Linked DNA regions of Zea mays: all the other regions are linked to region 2. Evidence: chromatin contacts called from public Hi-C data. All regions are on one chromosome and are shown on one strand. The core of a region is the stretch at or near the end of the contact, and the rest is flanking DNA. Distances in the headings are between cores, read along the strand shown. Region 1 holds the start of LOC100282683 (SCO1 protein). Region 2 holds the start of LOC100282996 (ASC1-like protein 1). Region 3 holds the start of LOC109944584 (succinate dehydrogenase [ubiquinone] iron-sulfur subunit 2, mitochondrial). Region 4 holds the start of LOC541966 (empty pericarp 2). Region 5 has its middle 24 kb from the start of LOC100384601.

Region 1 (2,700 bases), core at 38-2,537, 230 kb before region 2:
GGGGTCAAAAAAATCAGATTCGGAATAATAAGATAAGCCGAGATGTAAAAGGCTTGTCTTCTAGGTGTCTGGTTTTGGGTCAAGTAGACTCGGTCTTTGAGACCCCATCATGTTGCAGCTCGAGGACAAGCTGCTTGTCCAGGAGGGATGTAGTGTCAGGGCCTAAGGAGGCCCACGGAGGGGCTGCAACAGCAGCAATCATGAGCCCTCTAAGGGGGATAAGATAAGGATAGTTAGAGATAAGATTAGAAGATTAGTTAAGATTATTTAGGAGATTAGTTGAGATTATCTAGGAAGGCAATCATGGGCCCTCTAACGACCATAACAGCATTCATCAAATCAAACTACAAGTAAAACGTCAAAGGTATGGTTCCCATGTATGGTGTAATTTCAAAATGGTGTAGCAGGAGGCAGGAGACATCAACAAAGCTACATGCAACAATACAACAAGTATGACATCTACAACAAGGAATGTGAAACATTATGAGCATCAGATCCTAGAGCCCTACTACAAGCAAAACCAGCAGCCACAGCATGATGATAACGGAACCCAGCCATCAAACACTGGTTTTGTCGTTGAACACATCACTTAATGACATTACTAGCAGATCTCAGGCTAGCATATAATTGCAGTTGGCACACCACAACGATATTGCGCCCAGAGTAGCACATCCAGCAAAATGTCCCAGATAGCAACTTGTGAATCAAATGCGCAAGGTACATACACACACTAGAGTTACTCATATCAACTTCCACGCTGACTCAACTGACTTCCATGAAACAAAAAAAACACGTCCCTCCCGGAATCCTCCCCACTCAGCTCCATGGGACGCTCCAACGGAGACGAATCTCAAATCCCGACTCCAAACCATCCAAACGGCCAAACCTACCAACCTAATTACCAAAACAACACTTGCAGCAACCGATGATGTCACCGCCGTAGGATGCGGCCAGCTGCGGCGTTAGCGCGAACACCTGTCGCGCACACACAGTCGCACAACAGCAGCACGCGCGCCAAAACCGAGAGGAGAGGAGAGAAGAAGCGTACCGGGGTCGCCGCAACGGAGGCAGCTCGGCGGTAGCGCGCAAGCAGCGGAGCAGCGAAGCCTTGAGGACGCGCGGTGTCAACATGGCCGCGGTGCGAGGCGGTGGGATGTACCGGACTACTCGACTAGTATCGGAGAGTCGGGGACATGAGGAAGGCGAAGGACCGAAGCAGGGAGTGAGAAGGGGAAAAAATAATGCGGCGAAATGAAAATTCTATGGGCGGTCTTACCTCGGGTCCAAGAAAGGAAGCCTCGTCGTCTTGTAACCCAAGAAAAGAAGCCGGAGACTACTGCAAAAGTTAGCTCATCTGCTAAATCGGTTAGCTCATCTGCAAAATCGGACATAAGAGCAACTACAGTAGTTATATATAATTTTACTACCTAAATCCTAGATTTAGCCAGTCCTCAAATAATATAGAAAATAAAAAAACTCATCTCTTCCGACAGTCCTCTATATATTACTTTCTAAATATATTAAAATTTAGCATATCACCGGTTTAAGTGGGACCATCAACAATGACAGATTGTATTGAACTATGTTAATATATCTTTACTTCCGACATGTGCACGTGCGGCTTCACATTGATAATTGTTTAATCTCTAGCTGACTATCTGCCATGTTGTACATCACCGACGTTCGATACATGAACTATGTTAATATATCTTTACTATAAAGTGGAAAAGGCACCAAAATACAAAAATTACCGCCAGACTTTTGTGTAGAGAGTTGGTAAATGGTTGCTAAATATAGGGAAAGAATGAGGTTAGATGAGAAATAGCTAAATTTAGTAAATTCATTTAGAGAGTTGTTAGAGAGGAGTTTTTAGTTTAGCTACCTAAATTATTGATTAAGAGAATCTTTTGGAGAACTACTGGAGTTGCTCTAACTCATTACTTTAAAAAACACATAACCTCTCTAGCTATTTTTCTCCCGTGGTTTTTCTCTATTTTTCATTTTGACTGAACCTTTAAAAATTATAGTAAGACTCTTTTTGAGAGGACTTCACTTCAAAAAGTATAGCTTCGGTTTTTCAGCTTTACCATGAAACAGTTTCAACATATTGGTAAGGCGGAATTTAAGAGTGTTTCGATTGCACATAGACTCCCAACTTCTGTAATATAATTAATTTATGCGGGTGGACAAAGAGACATTAATTGTTAGGTCATGTAATCAATGACATGGTGGGTAATTTTTGTATAATTTTATGAGAAGGTATAAAAACAATGTTTTTGAAGCACTCTTTAAGGAACTTCGAAAATTTCATGAAATTGGTCCTTGGTTTCAGTTTTTTTGAAGCTAGAGTTCATGGAGCTAAACCTGTTTGAATAAAATAAATTGAAATAAATTTTAAATTCTTGAATTGAAGCTCTCTCAATCAGAACCTAAATCACATAAAACATAAAATAGAAAACCTAATTTCGTTAAACTCCACGTGAGTAGATTTATATGGTGAACATATGTTATGGTATGTTTTAGTACAACTATTTTGCTATAGCTTTAGATATATAATTTCCCTATAATTTTTATGGTCTAGTTATGGTGATATTTTTATGGTAAGCTAATCATTTCTACAACTATTTCTTCAACGGCTAGACCTTACAGTTTAACAGGTATAACTGACATATCAAGGCTATCTAGCCTTATTAACGTCAC
Region 2 (2,700 bases), core at 18-2,517:
GCTCCCCCTACTTGTGCTCCCTCGTCTTTGGTTCTGGGTGTCTGTATGTCTACGAATGACAAGTCCGAATTCTAAGCCTTTTCATTTGGTCTCCTAGAATGCAGGGCCGGTCCTTAGAGGGGGCTGGGTGGGCGAGCACCCAGGCCCCAAAGTCAAGAGGCCCAAGTATGTATATATTTATAGCATATGGATAGGTTCTAGCCCATCAGGTTATAGCCTTGGGCCCATTAGTTAGACGCTAGGTCCTGCAGAACTGAAGCATCCATCATCTAGAGCGCCTCACGTGAATTTGGATCTCTAGCCAAGTAGCCGCTGTGGCCCACATCTTCAGTCGTCGTTGTAGTCATCGCTCTTCTCTAAAGTCTGCATAGTATATTTATATCTTCGGTCTGTAACCTAGTTATTTTGATGGCAACAAGCTAGGTAAGCCTGTGTTCGTCTTCGCGTTGGATTTTCATTCTAATTTTGTTTAATACAATCGTGGATATGCTAGTCATTACTCTATCCATCTCATAAAACAAGGCGCACATGTTTTTAGAAAAGTCAACATTTTAAAACTTTAAAATGCAATTCAACAAAAACATATAGTTTTAGTGTATGCATGTTATATACTTGAATTTATATTCAAAAAATAATATAAAGCTAAATTTGTATTTTTTGATATTATATTTTGAAAGAAATTAATGGTCAAAGTTTCACTTTAAAGACTTTGTCAAAAAATATACACCATATTTTATAGGATGGAGAGAGTATTTTAGAGATGACCAAAGAGGGTGATCAAGTGGAAGGGTTGTAACTCACCTATTAGACGGTGGATTGTCGATCCTTCAATATGCAGATGATTCTGTTATTTTTTAGACCATGATATTGAGCAAGGAAAAAATTTCAAGTTAAATTTGAGCTTTTTGAACAATTATTAGGTGTAAAGATCAACTTTAACAAAAATGAAATTTTGTGCTTTGGACAAGAAAAAAAGTTAGAATAGTATCATTCGACCTTTTTGGGTGTAAGTCAGGTGTATACCCTTTCTGTTACCTAGGTCTGCCATTGCTTTAAAAAAAGTTGACAAATAAGGATTGGAGGTTTTTAGAAGAAAGTAGTTGGAAATGCTCTTCATTAGCTGCAACCCAAAGTTTTGCACTTTTTCGCCCGTTCGCATTGAATCATTTCCCACATATAAAAAACAAGTAAGCTTGGACACCAGTGTAATAATACTAATGGGCGCCCAGATCTTAATAAAAAAATTCTTATCCTCCTCCGATTTTATGCGTTATTTTGTTTGCCAACCCACAGAAAAAGGCGGCAGTTCATCCGCTGCTGTTCCTAGTTCTCTCCACCCAGAAGTCGACCTCGTTGTTTCCTCCCTCCTGTCCCAAATCTCACCTCCTTCCAGTTCCAGCTACCGCTGCTCGCGTTGACTCGCCTCTTCCTCCATTCAGTGACTCCTTGGATCGGCTCAGGGACACGCACCAGCGTATTGTGTCGGCGCCGAATCTTGCGCGCATTTCGCGCTATTGTTGCCCCGGAGGAGTGGTTTGGATCCAAGAAAGTGATCGGCCTTCTTGGTTGGATCTCCTCCCGCAATGGCGGCGCTCCTGGAGCTGTTCCTGGGCTCCTCTCCCACGCCGGTGGACTGGGAGGCAGAGGTCTACCCGGCGTACGGGGACTTCGCCGTACTCCCCTTACTCGTCGCCTTCTTCCCCGCCGTCCGGTTCCTCCTCGACCGACTCGTCTTCGAGGTAATCAGCTGCTTTCTTGCATCTCAGAGGTTCTTGTATCCGAAATGCCCATGCTAGGTTGCGTCATTCGGGGATTGTGGTTTGTGCGGATTAGCAGCATTCATTTGGATTAACTTGGTTTGGTACACTCCTGAAACTGTTCATGGATCAGTTAGATGAACCAGATCATAAAAGAATTTGCCTTTTGCATTCATCTCTGCAATTGTGCAAGTCTTACATGCCACCGCTATACCAAATTTTTGGTGGATCAATTAAGTAGTAGAAACTGAAAAGTACTGCATGGTCTACCTTTTGTTATTAGATTTGTGCTGGAGTGGGTTTGGGAAAGGTATGCTCACAATGTGTTAGATTTTGTTTTCAAGTAGCACTGGCCTCCTTTAGTGCATCAACGATGCCTTCCTTTCGATATGTTTCGCCTGCCTTGGGATGTTAGGAGTCCCGTTTTTAGATGCCATTTGCATCTTCTTTTGCATAAGGTGACATATTTAAGCATTTTCTGCTGTAAAGTGTGTATTCCTTAGGATGTAGAATCTAGACATCATGTGTTGTACTTTTATGGAAACTTCCTGCTTACTGGTTATTACTGACCAAATGTGGGGTGAGTTAAAAATCTGCCTTCCAAGTGGTTGTGGATCATAATACTTTCTCATAATATTTACAGGTTTTAGCACGAAAATTTATATTTGGAAAGGGACATGATAAGCTTTCTGAAACAGATGACAGTAGAAAGAAAATCAATAAATTTAAGGAATCAGCATGGAAGTTTGTTTTTTTTCTTTCTGGCGAACTGCTTTCACTATCTGTAACATACAATGAGCCATGGTTTAAGAACACAAGATACTTTTGGATAGGCCCTGGTGACCAGATCTGGCCTGATCAAAAGATAAAGTAAGAAAGCATGTCTTCTCTTGCTCTTCCAAATTATGTTTCCCCCCAAGAAGATCCATCTTCAACGTTCCAT
Region 3 (2,700 bases), core at 146-2,645, 170 kb before region 2:
ACGCGACCCTACTCGCTCCTAATAACCTGCTTCATTAAATGTGAAACTGTTTTACACGCGACCATATATGCTGGAGACAGCATAATACTGGCGATGTCAAGCTCCCATGGGAGGATTGACTGGAATTGTGGCTTTCAGTTGAATGATTAGTGTCCCAGTTAGTTGCCGCCTATTCAGATACTACCACCGAAATAAAATTTGTTGTTTCCCAGTAAGGGCTTGTTCGGTTATTTTCAATCCATATGGATTGAAGGGGATTGATACGGATTGTGAGGGATTTTGACTTGCTAGGGATTGAAACCCCCTCAATCCATATGGATTGGGGTAGAATCGAACAAGCCCTAACTGTGCAGGTACGTAGTAATGAAATTCGGTAACGCGAAACATTTTTGTTCCCAGATGAACACACACGTTGTCCGTGTTTCAGGGCTGTCTCCTGACTAGTCAGGCCTTTCGGAGCTGGTGCAATGCCTTCATGGCCGAGATGGCCGCGGCGGGGTCGAGGCTCTTGGGGCACGTCGCCGTGCAGCTCTTGATCATCCTGCACCTGTACATCTTGTCCCAGCCTTCCGACAGCGACTGCACCCGCTGCTCGCCGTAGTGGTCCCGGCTGTCGGAGACCCAGCGGTAGGCGTGCAGCAGCGCGGCGGGGCCCAGGAACGCCTCCGAGTTCCACCAGTAGGACGGGCACGCCGTGCTGCAGCACGCGCACAGGATGCACTCGTACAGCCCGTCCAGCCTCTTCCGCTGCGCCGGCGACTGCGGGTGCTCGCGGTCCTTGGGCGGCGGGCCCCTGGTCTTGAGCCACGGCTCGACGGACTTGTACTGCTGGTAGAAGGCGGTGAGGTCCACGACCAGGTCCTTGACCACGTACATGTGCGGCAGCGGCGTGACCATGCTCGGCCGCGACGCGTCCGCGTCCACGGGCTTGAGGCACGCCACCGTGTTCACGCCGTCGACGCTCATCGCGCACGACCCGCAGATGCCCTCCCGGCACGACCGCCGGAACGCCAGCGTCGGGTCCTGCTCCGCCTTGATCTTCTGCAGCACGTCCAGCACCATGGGCCCGCAGCTGGCCAGGTCCACCAGGTAGGACTGCAGGAACGGCCGCCCCGCCGGCGAGTCCGGGTTCCACCGGTACACCTGGAACTCCTTCACCGTGGTCGGCGGCCTGCCGCCGCGCCCGCGCTCCTCCTCCGCCGCCGACAGCCGCGCCTGCCCCTCGGCGGCCTCGCGGGCGTTGGCGCGCGCGGCCGGGTGTCCACGCAGCGACGGGAAGTGCGTGTCTCCCTTGCCGCCGGCCTGCCGAGCCGCGCCTGCCACGCCATCCTTCGCCGAGCGCAACGCCGGCAGCGTCCTCCGCAGCATCCTGCTCGCTTGCAGAGAGCCTGAGAGAGTGGCTGGCGAGTGGCGAGGAAGGAAGTGAGTTATAAGGATGCGCCCCGCGACGGCACGTGCCAGCTCTGTCGACACGTCTGCCGCGGCACGCCGGGATGGCGCGACGGGTGGAGCGATGCGAGGCAGCAGTCGGCTCGGCCCATAGCGTTTTTTTTTTGTTTTTTGCGATTTTTGTTTTTGGAACTGAAAACAGGCAACAATCATGGGCTGTCGTGGGCCGTTTCATGGAGCTGAGAAACAATCGACTCAAGTTACTAGCTGAAAGCGGCAGCAGGTTTCGATCTCCTATCCTATCCGACGTGAAAAAGGAACCGGCCGGGGAAAGCCAGACAGATCCCACGCCGGCTCCCCTCCGAGGAAGGGCAGAGGAAAGGGGGGCGCTCCCCCTCCCCGGCGACCATTGACCACCGTTGCTATCGGCACAGGTCGTGCTGTTCTAGAAGGAATTTTCACGCGTCCGCGCCGGGTTGGCGCTGAACTTGAGATGACAGGGACGCGGAGGAAAGCGCGAGCCGCGTATTGTATTGTGTATTCGGTATTCCATCATGTAAAACTTTGACGAGACGAGCCCCGCGTGTCTCGTCAGCATCTCGCGCACCGACGTCAGCAGGAGTAAACTTCAGAGCCGCACGCCTGATTAGTTAGCCGTGGCCGCGCCGGCGTAGGCTTGGATTTGCTGCGACTATTTAACCACTGACTAACAGAGCTGCACATGTACTGCTGCTGGACCAGTGGTTTCACCGCGTGTGCCAGGAACCTTCGTTGTTTTATTGCAAATGCTGGCGGCGACGTGAAGCTGAGGCCATCGTCGTCGTTCACCGGCTTCTAGTAGTAAAACCTGCTCGTCAGTTGAGTCTAATATGCATGCAGAAGCGTAGCCACTGAGCCCAGTTGTTCTTCTAGCTACTGCTCTAGTGGCATCTCATCTCGAGTTCAGACTTCATAGGGAGTAGGTATCCTCCGGCCAACCAGTTTGATATGGGAACCGTACAAGTGCAACCTGCTATGCATATACATGGTCCATATAATGACATAAATATAATATATGGTAGTTGCCATGCATGCGCCCATGTGATATGCAATATGTACAGAGCTGACGTACGGTTGATCATTCTACGCATGGAGACTGTGTTATTTTTTTTGACATATCCGGGTACGTATCCCGAAAGTTCTACCTTCAACTTTTTCACTGTGAAATCAGCGTCGTCTGGCGTGTCAAAATTATCTGTGGTAAGTGGCTTTGTTAGATGAAGGAAATAAACCTAGCTAGGCAGAGTTGTTATATATGTTGGTGTTTTTTTA
Region 4 (2,700 bases), core at 117-2,616, 210 kb after region 2:
TTGACGCACATGCAGATCGAAGGAATGGGCCGTAAGTGGCAGCATCAGGGGCAAGCCCACGGCTGCGTTGCATATCTTTTAGCTGCTCCTGAGCAAGTGCAACATCCCCTCCTCGACACAAGGCGTCAATCAACGCATTATAGGCAGGCACATCAGGTTGGACCCCTCTCTCAATCATTTCGTCAAACAGCTTTTGGGCCTTCACTGGACTCGCAACAACAGCCCACCCAGAGATCAGGATGGTATAAGTTTTGGCCGAGAGATCAAACTGAAATGGCGACTCCCTAAAGAATGCCTCTGCGTGCTCCACCAGGCCATTATGCGATAACGTGAAGAGCAGCGAGTGGAGATCAGCGACCGTCGGCAGGAAACAGAACCTCTCCATGGAGGAGAAAGCTCGGATGGCATCCTCGGGTAGACCGGCGCGGGCGTACGCGCGGAACAGCAGCGGAAACAGGTCCCGCGAGAGCGCAGACCGCGGGAGATCGGAGAGCAGAGAGCGCAGAAGCGGGAAGAGCCGCGCCCCCGCAAGCGAGCCGGCGAGGATGAGGAGCGAGTCCGGAAGGTGTGTGAACCCCGGCATCGCAGCCGCGAAGAGGAAGAACCGGAGGGAGGGCACGGGAAGGTTACGGCAGCGGCGCAGGACGGCAGCCGCCGCCGCGGGCGTGAGGCGGGGCGCGAATCCGCTGAGCGCGGCGCGGAGGTCGTGCCGCGGCCCGCGGAAGTCGCTGAGCACACGGCAGAGAGCGCCAACGAGCCGCGGGTCGGGGTCGGGGTCGGGGTCCGGGGCCGGATAGGGCCGCGGATCCGGCTGTCCAGCCGGCGAGGCAGAGCAGAGGCCGCGCAGGAATAGGAGAGAACGCGGGCTTCCCGGCGCGGCCGCAGCGAAGAGCCTGGCGGCAGATTGCATCTCGCGCGATGTGGGCGCAGGGGGCTGTGCAGTAGGAGCAGATTCGCGGGTGACGCGAGGATGCACGAATTCAAACAAAAAAAAAACACGGGAGACGAAGCTCAAGAGGGACCGCGAGGCGGCTTACCGGGGAAGCGCGTGTCGTGGAGGAGGAGGGGCTCGCCGGCGGTCGGCGGATTCGGAGGAGGTACGGTGAGCGTGGGTGCGGCTCAGGTGGGTGGTTGTATACGAGTGGAAGGGGAGGACGCAGGAGCGGAGGGCTGAAAAGCGGCCCGGTTCGCGTGGGCTACCAAAAGCGAGCCAGGCAGGGTTTCGAAGGAACAAAGGCTGCTTGGCCCAGGCAAAGCTCTGAGACGTTCGGTTTTTATCGTTTGGAGCTGTGATTAGAGACGGCATTGGCAATGCTATCTCATATCCATACCTGTAAAAAAATAAACTCGTCGGATCACCCATATTCACTAATGACAATAGATTTATCCCCATATTCATACCCATGTGGGTATGGGTCTCCCATCGAGTCACTTGTACTCATAAAGATTAAAACTTTATCAAAATAATACAATATACAAACATCAAGTATATCAATCTAAATATCATTACAAAAGATTGAGCATCATTCAATCATCCATTCAATAATATCATGGATCATTGAATAAAGTAGCAATACTAGGATAGTACCACATAACACATTACATGTTCCATTACATGACCATCAAATAGTTGTTAAACCTTGTATGACATTATCACAAAAAAGTTTGTCAAATAGTCAAAATAAATGGAATATCAAAGCCCAAGTTCACGCTTTTATACTGGGTATTTTATACCCATGGGTTAACATGTATGGGTAAGAGTGGAACGTTCTAATACCCTTTACCCACTGGTGAAGGTTTTTGCCCAATAAGAGACTCATGGGTACAATATCTAGCCCGTATGCATACCTTAATGGAGTCAATACCCATCGGATATCGGATCGCGGGTACCCATTGCCATCTCTAGTTGTGATCCTTCGCCTAGCAGGTGTCGTGGTCGGCACCGTTGATCGGTGGGAAGGGGAAGCAGCTCCACGTTGTCTATCTTACCTCCTATTTCAAATTTCACTCTACAAATATTACTATCTATATTATAAAACAGTGTTTTGCACAACCATATGTACGATTTGCTGAACACAGCCTTAGATGTGGTTAGTAGATCGTGTATACAACAATAAACCAATGTAGCTAACAGTCAAATGCATAGAGATAATACCACAGTAGAGATTCAACATGTGATCTTGTGCTGCTCTACTCTCACCGGGCATAAGAGGCCTAGACCAGTTACCGGGAGTCAAGAGATGACCACAACTAACACTTTCGAGTAAAACGAGTGAGACAAGAGTTTTATAAAGGTTCGAACCGTTGAGGCAAAATACCCTACGTTCTTCTTGGGTAGATTGAATGCGGGGAAGTGACTAAGTGCATATTGATCACCTGTCAAGATTCATTTGTATTGACCAAAGGAGGTTTGAAAGAGTGCACTTTACAGCTTCGGATGTTGATCGATCCAAGAGTGAATACGCTTGGCAATGATAAAATGTTATGTTCCTATGTATGGTGTTGGGGACTTGTTCTCAAATGCTATGAGTTAAGAACAAGGCAACACAAAAAATGTTAATCGGTAAAGTCCTTCGTCCTTCGAAGCATTATTTCCCTTAGGATATAATGATTTTCGGACGAAGGTTATGAAGGGCGTACCTTCATAAACTCAGCATATAGTGACGAAGGATGAATCATAAGGAATATGAAGGATAACAT
Region 5 (2,700 bases), core at 106-2,605, 140 kb before region 2:
GCAACTTGCAAGAAGCGGAAGACTAGTAGCCTACCACGCCGCACGGGCCCTTGACCCTGGTCAAGCTCGGCATGATGGCCATGGCCCTGCCGCCGCAGATGAACGCGGCAGTAGAGATGGACCTGATCGCCGATTCTCCATTAGGAGATGAGGATGAAAAACAAACTTAGGGGTGTTTGGTTTGTAGGGACTAATTTTTAGTCTCTACATTTTATTCCACTTTAGTTATAAAATTATCAAATATAGAAACTAAAACTCTATTTTAGTTTCTATATTTGTCAATTTATATACTAAAATGGAATAAAATGAAGGGACTAAACATTAGTCCCTAGAAACCAAACACCCCCTTACTCAGCGGGAATATAAATAGGAAAAAATTATTCTCGGATGGGTAAACGGGGATAGGAACGAGGAACTGTTCCTCGTCCCTGTTCTCATGGGGACCCGTTAAACTTTACGTGACTATATTTTTGTGTACCAATTAACAATAATAAATAAATAAATATCTTATCAAGAGGTCACTAATTATATAAATGTGTTTATTTTGATGTTACATAATGATTTCTTAACATCTGACAATGAGTATTAATTATAATTTAAACGGTGATGGAGATCTCTGTTGAGGATTTATCCCTGCGGGGAACAGGGATGGGAAAGAAATATTCCCCCACAAACGTTCGTGTGGATTCCTGTGGGGAAATTTTTTTCGTCGCCATCCCTAGGCTGCAGATGTAGCAATCGTACGCGGCGTATAGGATTCTTAAAAATCAGCCTGTAAATCGTGTAAAATAGAAGAAGACTTGCACTGTAGAGGATATTTTTATAGAATGAAGTTTGAATAAGAATCTGTTCCTATGAAGAGATACTGAGATTCTAGACACAAAATTTAATGCAAAATACAAGAAGAGCTGTCTGATTAACATTGAAGATTCTACAATAGGATTTTTTTTTAAAAAAAATGAGTCGCTAACCAAACATACCCTGTGCATGCTTGGCCTGTTGACTGGGGTGGCGGTATCGGTGCTCCGTGCTCGCCAGGCAGAAGCGGAACCGGTAATCATCGCACCGGTACCCGTCCGTCTGATGGACGTGCCACCCGTCACCCATCGATTAGAGTGGTGAGCCTGTCAATCAGGCCATGCCCGGTGATCGTTGGAGGACACTGGAAACTATTGTACAAAATACAAATGCTAGTATTCGATTTTGATTTATGTCTTAAAAAAAGGTGTAAGAGGGTCGAACAGTCCGAACGAAGCGTTTGGAACTTGCACATCTGGGGCACCACCGCACCAGATGCGAGCACCGAGCCCTCGGCCTGCGGTTCCCGATGACACCCAATCACGCGAGCCCATCCATATTGCGTCCATCATCATCAGGCGGCACCGCTCCTTTCGCCCGGCAAAAGCCCAACGCACGGACGTGACCCTGAAAGACGTTTTGTCTAGGAAAGGAGCGCGCACACACACACGCACGAAGCTGACATCATAAGGAGAGGGCAGAAAAGCAACTGCCTGAAAGGCCCTTGAAAGCCAAGAGGGGGGCCGGGATCGAGATCATCCTAGGAAATGTAAACAATTTCGGTTGTTTCCACCATGTTATCTGTAGGAAGTGTGTACGTTGTCCTTTTCTACTATAATACTACATCGACGAATATTTATCGCTCGCTAGTTTATTTTTAAACTAAACCATGAAAAAAAAGAACATACGCCAATCCATTTTCCATAGCTTGTTAGAATTAGCATGGAAGGGGCACGCCATCTTTTTTTTTTAATAAAGGAAGCTTATATTGAAAATACCAAGTCATTACATCAAGAGGATACAAATCCTTGGTACAGACATCTTAGCGAGGATTTTATGCCATCGGTATAAACATGTTCTATTATTATGAGACTCATTTTATCCCATGAAAATTTCATTTTATCTCTTTTCAATATTAGCTCTCATGTATTATCTATGCAGTTCCGATAAAACCTCTATTAAATTTGGTCTCACAGCTACCCAAATTGTCAGCTCTTCCTATTTTATTTATATCATGAGAGATATCGTAGAAAAAAAAATCTCTTGTTAAAAAACGTATCGTTTTGCTCCTTCTAGATTTTCCATTCTACGAGGATTAGGATAGAACGATAGGCCTTCAGCATTTCTAACGCGCATCCTAGTTCCACCACTCAAGCACCGACGTAGAATTATTGTGCCCCCTGCCCCCCCATCGATCTCGCGTACTTCCAAATTTCGCCTCGAATTTTGCATAGTAGGTCGCGTGTGTTCTTTTTTCCCGCTTTATCACTTGTACCATCGGGTGCGGTTTCTTACAAATAAAGAGATGTTACATTATGGCATGTTTGGATGCGTGTGGTGAAATAATTTGCCGGTTAATTTTAGTATCTTAGTCTCCAAATAGAATGGCTAATAAATTAGGTAATTGTTAGCCGAAGAGTTGACAAACAGTTTGCTCATCATGCATTTGACATTGCTAATAGGTGCTAATAGATCGTATGGACAGAAAAGACATATATTAGCCAAGTGTCGACGTTTCGACCCCGGGGGGTCCCTGGACCGACGAGTGAATTGTCGCCGCGTGTCCCAGCCCAGATGGGTCGGCGCGAGACGGAGCACGAAGGGGGAAGAAACAGGCAAAGAGGAAACCCGCGTCCTTCGTGTTGCCCTGCGCCCAGGTCGGGTGCGCTTGCAGTAGGGGGT

Evidence for each region. A called contact is a pair of places that touch in the nucleus more often than the background predicts.
Region 1: a contact with region 2 is called in a Hi-C map of leaf, with 4 times the contacts expected there. The contact joins the promoter of LOC100282683 here to the promoter of LOC100282996 in region 2. A contact is called at or near these places in 3 of 25 Hi-C or Micro-C datasets (bundle sheath, ear and leaf).
Region 3: a Hi-C map of ear shows a contact between it and region 2, with 2.5 times the contacts expected there. The contact joins the promoter of LOC109944584 here to the promoter of LOC100282996 in region 2. A contact is called at or near these places in 5 of 25 Hi-C or Micro-C datasets (bundle sheath, ear, endosperm and 2 more).
Region 4: a contact with region 2 is called in a Hi-C map of ear, with 2.7 times the contacts expected there. The contact joins the promoter of LOC541966 here to the promoter of LOC100282996 in region 2. A contact is called at or near these places in 3 of 25 Hi-C or Micro-C datasets (ear, leaf and tassel).
Region 5: a Hi-C map of tassel shows a contact between it and region 2, with 2.7 times the contacts expected there. The contact joins the enhancer-like site here to the promoter of LOC100282996 in region 2. A contact is called at or near these places in 3 of 25 Hi-C or Micro-C datasets (ear, endosperm and tassel).

Annotation. Positions count from the first base shown.
Region 1 is chr2:182,198,507-182,201,206 of Zm-B73-REFERENCE-NAM-5.0, forward strand. LOC100282683 (SCO1 protein) reads right to left here and starts at 1,288. Exons shown (of 8, transcript NM_001155590.2): 1 at 1,049-1,288. The coding sequence starts at 1,131.
Region 2 is chr2:182,427,551-182,430,250 of Zm-B73-REFERENCE-NAM-5.0, forward strand. LOC100282996 (ASC1-like protein 1) reads left to right here and starts at 1,268. Exons shown (of 6, transcript NM_001155900.1): 1 at 1,268-1,739; 2 at 2,401-2,627. The coding sequence starts at 1,584.
Region 3 is chr2:182,260,310-182,263,009 of Zm-B73-REFERENCE-NAM-5.0, forward strand. LOC109944584 (succinate dehydrogenase [ubiquinone] iron-sulfur subunit 2, mitochondrial) reads right to left here and starts at 1,396. Exons shown (of 1, transcript XM_020549355.2): 1 at 179-1,396. The coding sequence starts at 1,368. The coding sequence ends at 445.
Region 4 is chr2:182,639,853-182,642,552 of Zm-B73-REFERENCE-NAM-5.0, forward strand. LOC541966 (empty pericarp 2) reads right to left here and starts at 1,367. Exons shown (of 5, transcript NM_001111620.2): 1 at 1,038-1,367.
Region 5 is chr2:182,287,711-182,290,410 of Zm-B73-REFERENCE-NAM-5.0, forward strand. No RefSeq gene overlaps it. Among protein-coding and RNA genes, the nearest start is that of LOC100384601, 24 kb to the left of the region's middle. Within about 2 kb of position 1,356, at least 16 of the 20 cell types and tissues checked have an H3K27ac peak or open chromatin away from gene starts, as enhancers often do. A contact at or near this core is called in ear, endosperm and tassel, where this site is marked.